Linked DNA regions of Sus scrofa: all the other regions are linked to region 1. Evidence: chromatin contacts called from public HiChIP or PLAC-seq data. All regions are on one chromosome and are shown on one strand. Each heading gives the region's core, a stretch centred on a gene start, on an enhancer-like site or on the middle of the called end of the contact. The rest is flanking DNA. Distances are from core to core; before and after follow the strand shown. Region 1 overlaps LOC102160389 (a long non-coding RNA gene). Region 2 has its middle 38 kb from the start of ERI1. Region 3 overlaps ERI1 (3'-5' exoribonuclease 1). Region 4 holds the start of ERI1 (3'-5' exoribonuclease 1).

The links. HiChIP or PLAC-seq counts read pairs in DNA pulled down with a chosen protein or histone mark.
Region 2: an H3K27ac HiChIP or PLAC-seq map of alveolar macrophages shows a contact between it and region 1. The contact joins two enhancer-like sites. A contact is called at or near these places in 1 of 47 Hi-C or Micro-C datasets (epiblast stem cells) and 1 of 2 datasets of contacts at active chromatin or transcription factors (alveolar macrophages).
Region 3: a contact with region 1 is called in an H3K27ac HiChIP or PLAC-seq map of alveolar macrophages. The contact joins two enhancer-like sites. A contact is called at or near these places in 1 of 47 Hi-C or Micro-C datasets (embryonic fibroblasts) and 1 of 2 datasets of contacts at active chromatin or transcription factors (alveolar macrophages).
Region 4: a contact with region 1 is called in an H3K27ac HiChIP or PLAC-seq map of alveolar macrophages, with 7 times the contacts expected there. The contact joins the promoter of ERI1 here to the enhancer-like site in region 1. A contact is called at or near these places in 2 of 5 promoter capture datasets (fetal liver and liver), 29 of 47 Hi-C or Micro-C datasets (adipocytes, adipose tissue, alveolar macrophages and 15 more) and 2 of 2 datasets of contacts at active chromatin or transcription factors (alveolar macrophages and skeletal muscle).

The regions. Positions count from the first base shown.
Region 1 is chr15:56,313,111-56,315,810 of Sscrofa11.1, reverse strand. The region is part of intron 1 of LOC102160389 (a long non-coding RNA gene); the gene reads left to right. Among named protein-coding and RNA genes, the nearest start is that of MFHAS1, 110 kb to the right of the region's middle. Within about 2 kb of position 1,305, at least 10 of the 83 cell types and tissues checked have an H3K27ac peak or open chromatin away from gene starts, as enhancers often do. A contact at or near this core is called in adipose tissue and alveolar macrophages, where this site is marked.
Region 2 is chr15:56,160,546-56,163,245 of Sscrofa11.1, reverse strand. No RefSeq gene overlaps it. Among named protein-coding and RNA genes, the nearest start is that of ERI1, 38 kb to the right of the region's middle. Within about 2 kb of position 1,270, at least 3 of the 83 cell types and tissues checked have an H3K27ac peak or open chromatin away from gene starts, as enhancers often do. A contact at or near this core is called in alveolar macrophages, where this site is marked.
Region 3 is chr15:56,098,272-56,101,078 of Sscrofa11.1, reverse strand. It overlaps ERI1 (3'-5' exoribonuclease 1), which reads left to right. Exons shown (of 7, transcript XM_021075032.1): 7 at 1,154-2,807. The coding sequence ends at 1,396. Among named protein-coding and RNA genes, the nearest start is that of ERI1, 24 kb to the left of the region's middle. Within about 2 kb of position 1,383, at least 5 of the 83 cell types and tissues checked have an H3K27ac peak or open chromatin away from gene starts, as enhancers often do. A contact at or near this core is called in alveolar macrophages, where this site is marked.
Region 4 is chr15:56,122,181-56,124,880 of Sscrofa11.1, reverse strand. It overlaps ERI1 (3'-5' exoribonuclease 1), which reads left to right and starts at 1,361. Exons shown (of 7, transcript XM_021075032.1): 1 at 1,361-1,638. The coding sequence starts at 1,531. LOC106508273 (a long non-coding RNA gene) reads right to left here and starts at 1,275. Exons shown (of 3, transcript XR_001305012.2): 1 at 1,007-1,275.

The DNA.
Region 1 (2,700 bases), core at 56-2,555:
GTAATTGCTAACAGCATCCACCAAGTGGTACAGTTAATGCAAAACTCTCAGACAGGGTAAGCAATTATAATACAGCTTCAGGGACTATAGCAATTGCTAACTGTAACCACCAGGTAGCACAGCAGAATATGGAACTCATGCAAGCATGTGAAAAACAGCTGAAGGGAATAACTGCTGACTGCAACCACCACATGGCACAGCAGAACACAAAACTCAGCAGAAAAGGGCAAAGAAATACAAGGCAGCTGAAAGGAATAGAGTAATTGCTGACAGCAACCACCAGGTGGTGCAGTAGAATGTGAAATTCAGCAAGACAGGGCAAGCAATATGAGACAGCTGAAGGGAATATAGCAATTCCTTACTGTAACCAGCAGGGGCACAGGAGAATACAAATCTCAGGGCTAGCATGCACAAGAGAGCAGAAGGGGATAGAGTAATTGCTAACTGCAACCACAAGGTGGCACAGCGATCTCAGCAGGGCAGGTAGAAAAGTACAAGATTACTGCAGAGAATATAGCAATTGCAGTAACTACAAGGTGGCGGGTAGAATACAAAACTCAAGGCATTCATGTACAAAATAAAGGGAATATAGCAGTTGCTAACTGCAAGCGCCAGGTGGCACAGTAAAGCACAGAACTCAATAGGACAAGACAAAGAAGTGCAAAAGAGCCGAAAAGAATAGAAATTGCTAATGGCAACCACCAGCTGTCAGTAGAATGTAGAACTCTCAGCCAGACAGGGCAAGTTAAGTACAAGGCTGTGGGAAATATAGCAGTTGCTAACTGTAACCACCAGGTGGTGCAGCAGAATACAAAACTCAGGGAAGCATGTACAAGATGGCTGAAGGGGATAGAGTAATTACTAGGTGCAACCTCCAGGTGGCACAGTAGAATGCAAAATTCAGGACAGGGCAAAGAAATATAGGACAGCTGAAAGGAATACAGTAAATGTTAACAGCAACTACCAGGTGGCAAAACAGAATACAAATCTCAAGGCAAGCATGTAAAAGACATCTGAAGGGAATATAGTAATTGCTAACTGCAACTACAGGGTGGTGCAGCAGAACTCAAAACTCAGAAGGACAGGGCAATAAATAGTATACAAGACAGCTAAAGTGATTATAAATCACTTGCTAACTGTAACCACCAGGTGGCGCAGCAGAACACAGGGCAGAGTACAAGACGAGAATAGGGTAATTGCTAACAGCATCCACCAGGTGGTGCAGTTGAACGCAAAACTCAGCAGGACAGGACAAAGACGTACAGGAGAGCTGAAAGGAATAGAGTAAGTGCTAACAGCATCCACCAGGTGGCGCAGTTGAATGCAAAAACAGCTGGATAGGGCGAAGACTTGCAAGACAGATGAAGAGAATAGAGTAATTCCTAACAATAACCACCAGGTGGCGCAGTAGACCGCAAAGCGCAGCAGGACAGTGTGATGTATGTATGCTTAAAAAAGGGGTAGTTGCTTACAGTATCCACCAGGTGGCGCAGCATACCGCAAAACTCTCAACAGGAGGGGGCTAAAGGAGTACAAGACAGCTGAAGGGAATACAGCAATTGCTGACTGCAACCACGATGCAGCTCAGCAGAATGCAAAACTCTCGCAGAACGTGATAAACCCACCCCCTTTTGCTACTTTCCTCAAAGAGGAATTTGGTACCCCAGAAATTTGACCTCTGAGGATTGGTCAGAGTTAGCTACCATTAAGATTATTGCCCAATACCTTAATTTTACCCTCTCCCAATTTGCCTCTGATAATAATCAGACATATGGTAAAATGCAATTGCTAAAATTTTGTACCCTTTAGTCAGGTCAGAGGATTGGAACTGTGCTTTGCCTTTGATTACTTATTTACTTCAGGCAATTGACTCTTGCTGTCTATCTGTAAAAAGAATATAATAGTACCTTCTTTGCAAGATTATTGTAAGTATTAAATCAGTACAAATGTCACCTTAGGTAGCTCTATGTGTTGGCTGTTTGATGACTGAAATGTGATGGAATTATGAATACTCATGAGAGAAGGAATGTTGATGCAAACAGCAGAGACACTTTTGAATTCTAAGATCCTGAAGCCATTTTCCTCTCTTGTTAGATTTTTACATTTAACTTCACATCATGATTTAAAGTTATTTTCTGGAAAGAAACTAATCACAATGCCAGATGTCAAGACAGAATAATACATGTTTACTGTCATACATTTCTTTCTTAATATTTGGAAATTAAAATTTCCAAGGTTTAGTTCTAAAGGCTTTTACCTTGATTTCTGAAATATTTTGTAAACAGAAAATCAGTTAGGTTTTCTCAAAGAGCATGATGTTTTACACAAAAGTATATCTTGGGTTGTCTGAGTCCAACCAAGAGGCTGCTCAAAAAGCAGGTTAGAAGAAAATCCATGTCTAATTCCTCTAATGAGTGGGTTAAGCATTTGTCTCCATATTTAAATGGTTGCAGACTTTGAGAATAAATTCAGAGAATCATCCCTCATAGGGACAGAAACGAATGAAAAGAGTCTAGAATTGAACATGTCTCTCTTTCTAAAATCACAAATTGAAGACCTAGCTTTGTGGGATGAAGAGGTTGATCTATTAAGGCTGAATTTTCAGTGATATAAACTTTAGGGTGCCTTTCAGCATTAAGTTGTGAAAGCCCTTTCTGGACGTTTTGCAGAATGTTGGCGTACAGCCTGCCTGCTGAGATC
Region 2 (2,700 bases), core at 21-2,520, 150 kb after region 1:
CAATCTCCACAATATAAAGAGCCTAGGCATCCTTGCCAGACAAAGCTAGTTTCAAATCCTGGCTCTGTCACATACTGGCTCTATGACTCTGGGCAAGTTACCCAACTTAGCAGAGCCTCTATTTTCTCACGCATGAAATGGTGATAATAACACTAAATACTTCACAGGTTGTTGAGAGGATTAAACAAGATGATGGGGCTAAGGTCCTGCCATAGAGCAAGTACACATAAGTATACTACTGTGTGAGTAACTATTGTAGTTGTGCATGACTCTGGGGCTCCCTAGACTTGCCAGGAGCAGGTTTGGGTTGGTTGGTTATTGGGTCTTGCTCTGAACTGGAGATGGGTTGGGGTGGGGGGTGGTTAAGTGACAGGACAGGAAGCTTCGTGGATACCTGGTCAGGTATGGCATACTGTGGGGCTCTGAGGTTTGATCTGCTGAGAAAAATGCTATTCCAGGAGCTCCAGAATAATCATCAACCCACAGCCTATTAAAGACCCTAAATTCTGGGGGCTAGTCCCTCTTGCAGCTGACAATCTTTCCATTCCTAGCTCACTAAACTAGGAAAGGCCACTGCACTATATAAAGCTGTGAAATAACCAGAAACTTTTAATTCAGATGCGAAATAAAATGCCAGAATCACTTTTGCCTCTGCAAATAATCTGTCTTACCTTTGGAAGTGAGGGCATGAAGATTATATCTTAAAGTGGGGTGTTCAGAGTAGCTACACCTGAGAGCCATCTCATACAGGTTGAATCAAGATCTCAGAGATGGGGATGAAGAGCCCACATTAAATCTAGTTCCCCAGGTAGTCCTGCTGCATCCTGAACCCTTGCTTCTGCAGTGCAGTCCCATCAGCAACACTAGGGAACTTATAAGAAATGCAGACGCTCAGGCCCTGCCCCAGACCTACTGAATCTTCACTTTTAAACAATTGTGCTAAAATATGCATAACACAGAATTTACCATCTTGACTGTTTTTAAATGTAGGGTTCAGTAGTGTTAAGTATATTCACATTATGCAACCAATCTCCAGAACTCTTTTCATCTTGCAAAACTGCAGCTCTGTACCCATTAAAACTCCCCATTTCCTCCTCCCCCAACTCCCCAGCCACTGGCAGCCACTCAAAACTGCATTTCAACAAGCTCCCCAGCTGATTCATATGCCCATTAAGGGTTGAGAAGCATTGCTCTAAGTAGGAGGATCATAGATCACAAAATCAGGAGTTACTGTGAGGCACCCAGGTCATGACCTTGGCAATGCAATAGAAACCAGCCAGCAGGGCAATGACTAGTCTCTCCAGACAATTCTGATGCATGCTCAAGTTGGAGAACCACTGCTCTAGACCAGTGATTTGCACTCCAGCCTACATACTAGAATCATCTGGGAACTTTATGATTCACACCTGAGACTCCTCCCAAATCAACTAATTCTAGTCTCTAAAGGCAGGGCCCAGGTAGCTGAAAGCTCTCCCAGCAATTCTGATAACTTAGCCAAGTTTCAGAACCACTGATCTGTAGGGATGAAGGAGGTTAGTAGGATTCTGCATTGAGTGTAGGATTTAGAGGGGCATGATGGCTCCAGGAAAGGCATTATAACCAATGCTCCATTTTATATTGGCTCAGTTTCCCCAATAAGAATGATTGCTCTGAGAAGTTTAAAAAAAAAAAAAAAAAAAAAAAAAGCTGTCTTTGTGAAAAGAAATAGCTGTTTCCTTAGAAGACCTAACACCCTCCCATTCCCTGTCATTATTTCCTATTGGGTGCTCTGTTTATTTTTTAATAGATTCACCACAATTAACAATTACTGAGTTTGTCTGCCTCCTTTCACTAAACTAACACCGGTGTCTGTGTAAGAGCCAGGTTCAGAGATCTGGCTCAGCCCTCCCTCCTACAGAGCTCTTGATAAATATTCAAATGAATCAGACACAGGTACCCATCAACCCTGCTTTGTCACCAAATTTGTGGCTTCTGATAGTGAAAGAGACTGCTAAACTGTCAGGACATCACATGGGGGGAGGAGGGGAACTGGGGTCTGCATGGAGCAGTCAAGGTCAGTGAGGGCAAGTTCTTCCAGGGAGAAGAGGCTGGCGCAAGTAGCAGTGCAGACTGATTCATTGGGTGAAAATTAGAATTCTAAAGTGAATAGGGATTTTGAGTTTGTGAGTTAGTCATACAAGTGTGACTTCAGAATCCCCCAGCTGGTGAGGCTTGGACGACAGTGCATTTATATAACCACCACCACCCCACCCTCCATCCTGACTGTCATCCCAGGTAGAATTCTGTAATTCTACCTGCTCTGGGAAGAGCAGAGATTTTGGAATAGAACTGCACTCAAATTCTGCTCCCTCTTTTGGGCTCGCTGTTCCACCACGAGAAATTACATATGTGAGCCTCAGATTCCTCAACAATAACAATAATTAAAAATAATTATTGATAATAACAATAATTATCCCATAGATTACATAAAGCACCTGGTAAAGTGTCTGACACATAGCAGGGCTCAATAAATTTTTCTTTTTTTTTTTTAGGGCCACACCCGCGGCATATGGAGGTTCCCAGGTTAGGGGTCGAATGGGAGACACAGCCAGAGCAATGTGGGATCCAAGCTGCGTCTGCGACCTACACCACAGCTCAGGGTGACGAGGGATCCTTAACCCACTGAGCGGGGCCAGGGATGAAACCCGCAACCTCATGGTT
Region 3 (2,807 bases), core at 134-2,633, 210 kb after region 1:
GATGATGTTTAGTGGAAGGCTCAGGATGCATTGGCAGTATTGCAGCTTAGGATAATCGTTGATGTTTATCTTGGTGCTTTTATGTCATTTGCTCTGTGATTCTCCCAGTAGCCCAGTGAGTAAACAGTATAACTATTACTGTCATTTTACAGTGGCTCTAAGATGCATAGGTGACAAAGCCAGCTATATACAACCACATCATGTCAAACTTATCAAATTTTCTTCCTGGTAGGGATATACAGAAGACAAAGTAGTGGTTCTCAAAAGTGGAGGACATGTTGGAATTTGGGGAGTGTCTGAGATTTTTATATTTATCAAAATGGAGCAAGTATTTAAATAGGTCTAAAATAGCATATGTTCTCTTTCATTCTGGACCTTTATTACCTTTAGTCATCTAGAAAAGCCAGATATTCTTTCACTGTATCTAAGGAGTCAGTCAAGTAAAATAATACATTATGGAAAAATGCCATTCAAAAGAATTAGTTTGGGTTAAAATGGTAGATGTTCAGAACAATCATTTCTTTTCATAAATTATTCATTAAATTACAAAACTGTAGACTTTTTAGATGTCTTAAGGATTCCATCTGTGTTGTGTATTTTTATCTAAAATTCTTTTTTTTTTTTTTTGTCTTTTCTAGGGCTGCTTCCCGCAGCATATGGAGGTTCCCAGGCTAGGGGTCTAATCGGAGCTGTAGCTGCCAGCCTATGCCACAGCCACAGCAACGCCAGATCCAAGCCATGTCTGCGACCTACACCACGGCTCATGGCATCGCCGGTTCCTTAACCCACTGAGCGAGGCTAGGGATCGAACCTGCAACCTCATGGTTCCTAGTCGGGTTTGTTAACCACTGCGCCACGATGGGAACTCCTTTTTTTTTTTTTTTTTTTTTGGTAAAATTCTAATGTATTTTTAAAAAGCTCTGAGAAATAGCAACAACAACAACAACAACAAAAAAGACAAAAGACAAAAAAAAAAAAAAAAAAAAAAAAGCTCTGAAGGTTTGCTCTTTATTTGCTTCATTTAACCCAGAGTGTTTGTCCTTTGCCTAACTTTATTTAGCTATTACTATTAATTTGCAACTTCTTTTTCCACTTCACAGTGACATGCAGAATAGTATCGAATTATTTTCTAAGCTGTTTGTTTATTTTTCAGGTTCCTAGAAGCCAAACCAAGCTAACAATAATGCTTGAAAAACTCGGAATGGATTATGATGGGCGACCTCACAGTGGTCTTGATGACTCTAAGAACATTGCCCGAATAGCTGTTCGAATGCTTCAGGATGGGTGTGAACTCCGGGTTAATGAGAAAATGCATGCAGGACAGCTAATGAGTGTGTCCTCTTCGCTACCAATAGAGGGCACCCCAGCTCCACAAATGCCCCATTCCAGAAAATAACAGCACTTTTGCTCTTTTGCCCGTGGATCATTCACTCTAACTGGAGCTGCTACCAAAGAGGTAGCAGATGAATACTTATTGAATTAGTCCTGCAGTGCAAAACTTAAGCACCTTAAACATTTAAAATCTTATTTCAGTTATAGATAGATGCATATATATGTGAACAGTTCTGTGGGGAGGGCATATTGAATTTTTTGTCATCAGCACTTTTGATATGAGCAGTATTTGTTACACAGTAGCAGTTCCTGCTTAGAACTGAATTTGTAATTTAAGGTGTCCAAGATGTGTTCTTTTTGGTTTTAAAATGTTGGCTCTCCCCTTGAATGTCATTTCTTATTGATGTTAAAATATGTAAAATGTATTTCTACATTAACAGCATTAGATCAGATTATTTCTTAAAATACAGAAAAGATGGGAAAGATAGGCCCTATATAGCCTTTGGTTTTTAAGAGTATCATAGTCTTTTTGGTTTTTGGAGTTTCTTTGTGAAGGTCAGCTGCGAGTGGTGAATTTCATAAAGTACTTGGTACACATATCTGCCTGTGGGTTTTTTTTTTCATAATTGAAAGACCTGTGATAGATTATAGGATCTCATTAGAAATGCAGGTACTCATGAGGTTAATAGAAAGTCAAAAGAAAATACCATCTAAGGAAATGTAAAGGCTACAGCTTAAACTTTATAATGTATAAATAAATCATTGGGGGTTTTTGGATTAGTGGGGTTTTTTATTTTATTGTTGTTCCCCTTCCTCTTAGGTCATATATCTGTCCTAATTCTTAAATCTAAGAGACCACGTTTCGAGTTAGACTTAATTTTTGTATTTGTAATGAACATTAAGAGTGAGGCTAATAAAGTCAATGTTTTTTTTTAAACTATATCTTATATTTTATTATTATAAATTGATTTTACATAGTGAGTGACCACAAAATGTTGAATAGTTAATTCTTAACTAATTCTGAGAACAAAAGTTGTTTATGGAATTTAGAAAGTAAAATTCTCCTTACCTAGAAGCTAAAAATGCATATCTTTGGAACTAGATTTCCCCCTGTAGCTTTCTTGGAACAATTTCATTGGCATTGTTTCTTATCATTTACTTTCTAATAATAATTGTGATGTGGGGCACAGTCTTTAAGATATTAACCTGCTGTGGCCCCTTTTGCCTGGCAAAGCAATAAAGCTATCTTTTTCTCCTTAACCTCCCCTCCCCCCAAATTTGTGATGCTAGTTTTTTTTAATGGTTTATGCATTATAATCAAATGAATTGTATACGGTCTTCCAACACAGATGCATAGGATAAAAGTAGGCATTTTTCTTGGTATGAGAATTCTCCACACAGTGCTATAGGCTTTTTGCTTGAAAGAGTGAATTTCTGCTGTTAAGCAACAGTTGTAGAATCAGCATCATAATGAA
Region 4 (2,700 bases), core at 112-2,611, 190 kb after region 1:
AATGTATAAGCCCATCATTTGAAGGATAGATAAATGATCAGTCAATCCCTACTACTGAATCTTCTTTACTTTTGTCTTTTTAGGGCCATGCCCATGGCATATGGAGGTTCCCAGGCTAGGGGTCCAATCCGAGCTACAGCTGCCAGCCTACACCACAGTTTACAGCAACACCAGATCCTTAACCCACTGAGCGAGGGCAGGGATCGAACCTGCAACCTCGTGGTTCTAGTCGGATTCCTTTCCGCTGGGCCACAACAAGAACTCCTGATATATTTTTATTTACTGTATATTTTCCTACTTGGTATGTCTATTAATTTTGGACTGGATGCCTGATATGTTGAATTTAATATTGTTGAATCTTGGATTTTATCATAGAGAGTATTAGACTTTGCTTTGGCAGGCACTTAAGTTACTTACTGAGCAGTTTGCTTCTACCAGAGCTTGTCTTTAAGCTGTTGAAGGAGCTACAATGGTTTTCCTTTAGAGGCCAGTCTGGAGCTAAGTTTACCTCACTACTAAGGCATGACTCGTTGGGGGTCTCTATAGCACATTCCATGAATTCGAAGTCTCTCCACTTCTGCTCCAGAGAATTCAAATGATTCCCAAGTCCTGTGTGAGCTCTGAGAATTGTTTGGCTTACTGCTCCCCAATAATTGTTCTTTCCTGGCCTTGAGGAGTTTCACATGAAATATTCACTGATTTGTATTCAGCTAAAGATGCAAGGGTGCCCCTATGCAGATTTCTGAAGCTTTCTCCATGAACTCTGCCTCTTAAATCCCAACCAACTTGCTCTCTTCAAATTCCCAAATTCAATCCCTGCCTTCTCCACTCAGTCAGCCCTGTCTTTACCCAAGACCCTAGGCTCTGAGTTCTCCTTGTACTTCTGAACTGGAAACTACCTCCCAGCAGGTGGCCAGGGTGATACAAGGCCCATCTTGTTTGTTTCTTTTCTCTCAGGTACAAAGGTCCCTAACTGCTTATTCTTGAAAACAGTTGTTTCACATACTTTGCTCAGTTTCTTAATAAGTCCAGACCCATTTCTTCTTGTCCAGAGTGGATGTCTTAAATGCCTTACGGAAAATGAAGACTGTTTTATAAATGTTATTTGCTACGGTTAAAATTCATCTCTCTCCAGGGCGCCCATCATTTTCTTCTTAGTAGACGGTGACGGGTCATTTCCTCCAGTGGCAACCTCTAGGCTCTAGGGTCCGAACTCTGGCCTAGCCTTAACTCCGCGCCGGGAGCGCACACTCCCAGTTTCTCCCGCGCGCGCCTTCCTCTCGCCCCTCCCCCCCGCTCCGGTCAGCTTCAGCGCTCGCGTTCCGCCAGCCGGCTCACCGCGCCTGCGCGGCGTCTGGACGCCTTACGCTCCCGGAAGTGGGAGGTGTCCGCTGGAGTTTGTGTGGCCGCCGCCGCGGGAACGCGAGCCCGGTAATTTTTCAACGGAGAAAGGCGAGGCTCTCGGGCTTGGCCGAGTGAGAGTTAGCGAGTGGCGGACACCAGCAGTTCTCTTCTTAGGTGACACGCAGCATGGAGGATGAGCAGAGCCACCAGCCCGGCGGCGAGGCCCTGGCTCCCGCGCGGCGCGGGTCGCTGGGGTCGGAGTGCGGGGAGCAGCCGCAGCATCGGAATCCCGAGGTGAGAGTCCGTCCGCGCGCCCCAGTCTTCGAGGGTTTTCCCGCAGGAACCGCAGCCTGCGCACCCTAGGACCCCAGCCCCGGCCGCCTTCCCGGTCCCCAACTCTGGGAGCTTTACTCTGGGTGGTTGTCATGGAGCGCTCTCTGGTCCTAGTCACCCTCTGGAAGTGAGTAAACAGTAGACGAGAAGTACGTGAACTGCGGTTTTAGAAGTTATTTTAGTGGGAATTCTTCTGTAAACATTGGGGGGGGGGGCACGGTTCCTGTTTTCATTCTTTGTAGCCCTAGTTCGTAATTAGCCTGTGCTTTTAAAAATCTCGCCAAATGTTCTAGGTATGTCACTTCCTAAGACTTTAAGCCCACCTCCCAGCCTTGGCAGAAAGTATTGTGTCTGTTAGCTGGAGCTTTGTCTCTGATTTGTGCCCATTTACTTCTTTCTCCTGTGGACTTTATATGATACTCTTAATGCTTTTGATAGCTCACTGGTCAATCTTCGTTACAGTGGCAAAGTTGCAAAAACAGTCTTAAAACTTTATTTTCTTTGACAGATAATTATTTTTTGTTGACTAGCGCTGCAGAGTGTAAATAATACCATTAATAATACAGAGATGCTGAGCACCTCTTAGTGCGGGTACTTATAAGAGGCTTCCCAGCTCTTGCTCTTTTCACATAGCAACTAGAATGATCTTTTAGTAACATGAATCTGACTGGGTTCCGCCCTTCCTGAATCGTCATTTTCTGTGATGAAAAAGGGATTAATAGCTTGGTCCTTAAAGTTTTTTTTTTTTTTAAACACAATTTGTTTCAAGATGAAAGAAAATATGTTTTAATAATAACTTAGTAAGTAGGTGCTTATCAAAAGAAACCTTTTCTGCACCAAGAAGATTTTTATTATTATTATTTTTAATAGTTATTTCCCCAATACAGTTTTTTTCTACTGTATAGCATGGTGACCCAGTTACACACACATGTACACATTCTGTTTTTGCACATTATCATGCTCAAGTCATAAGTGACTAGATGTAGTTCCCAGTGCTACACAGTAGGATCTCATTGCTAATCT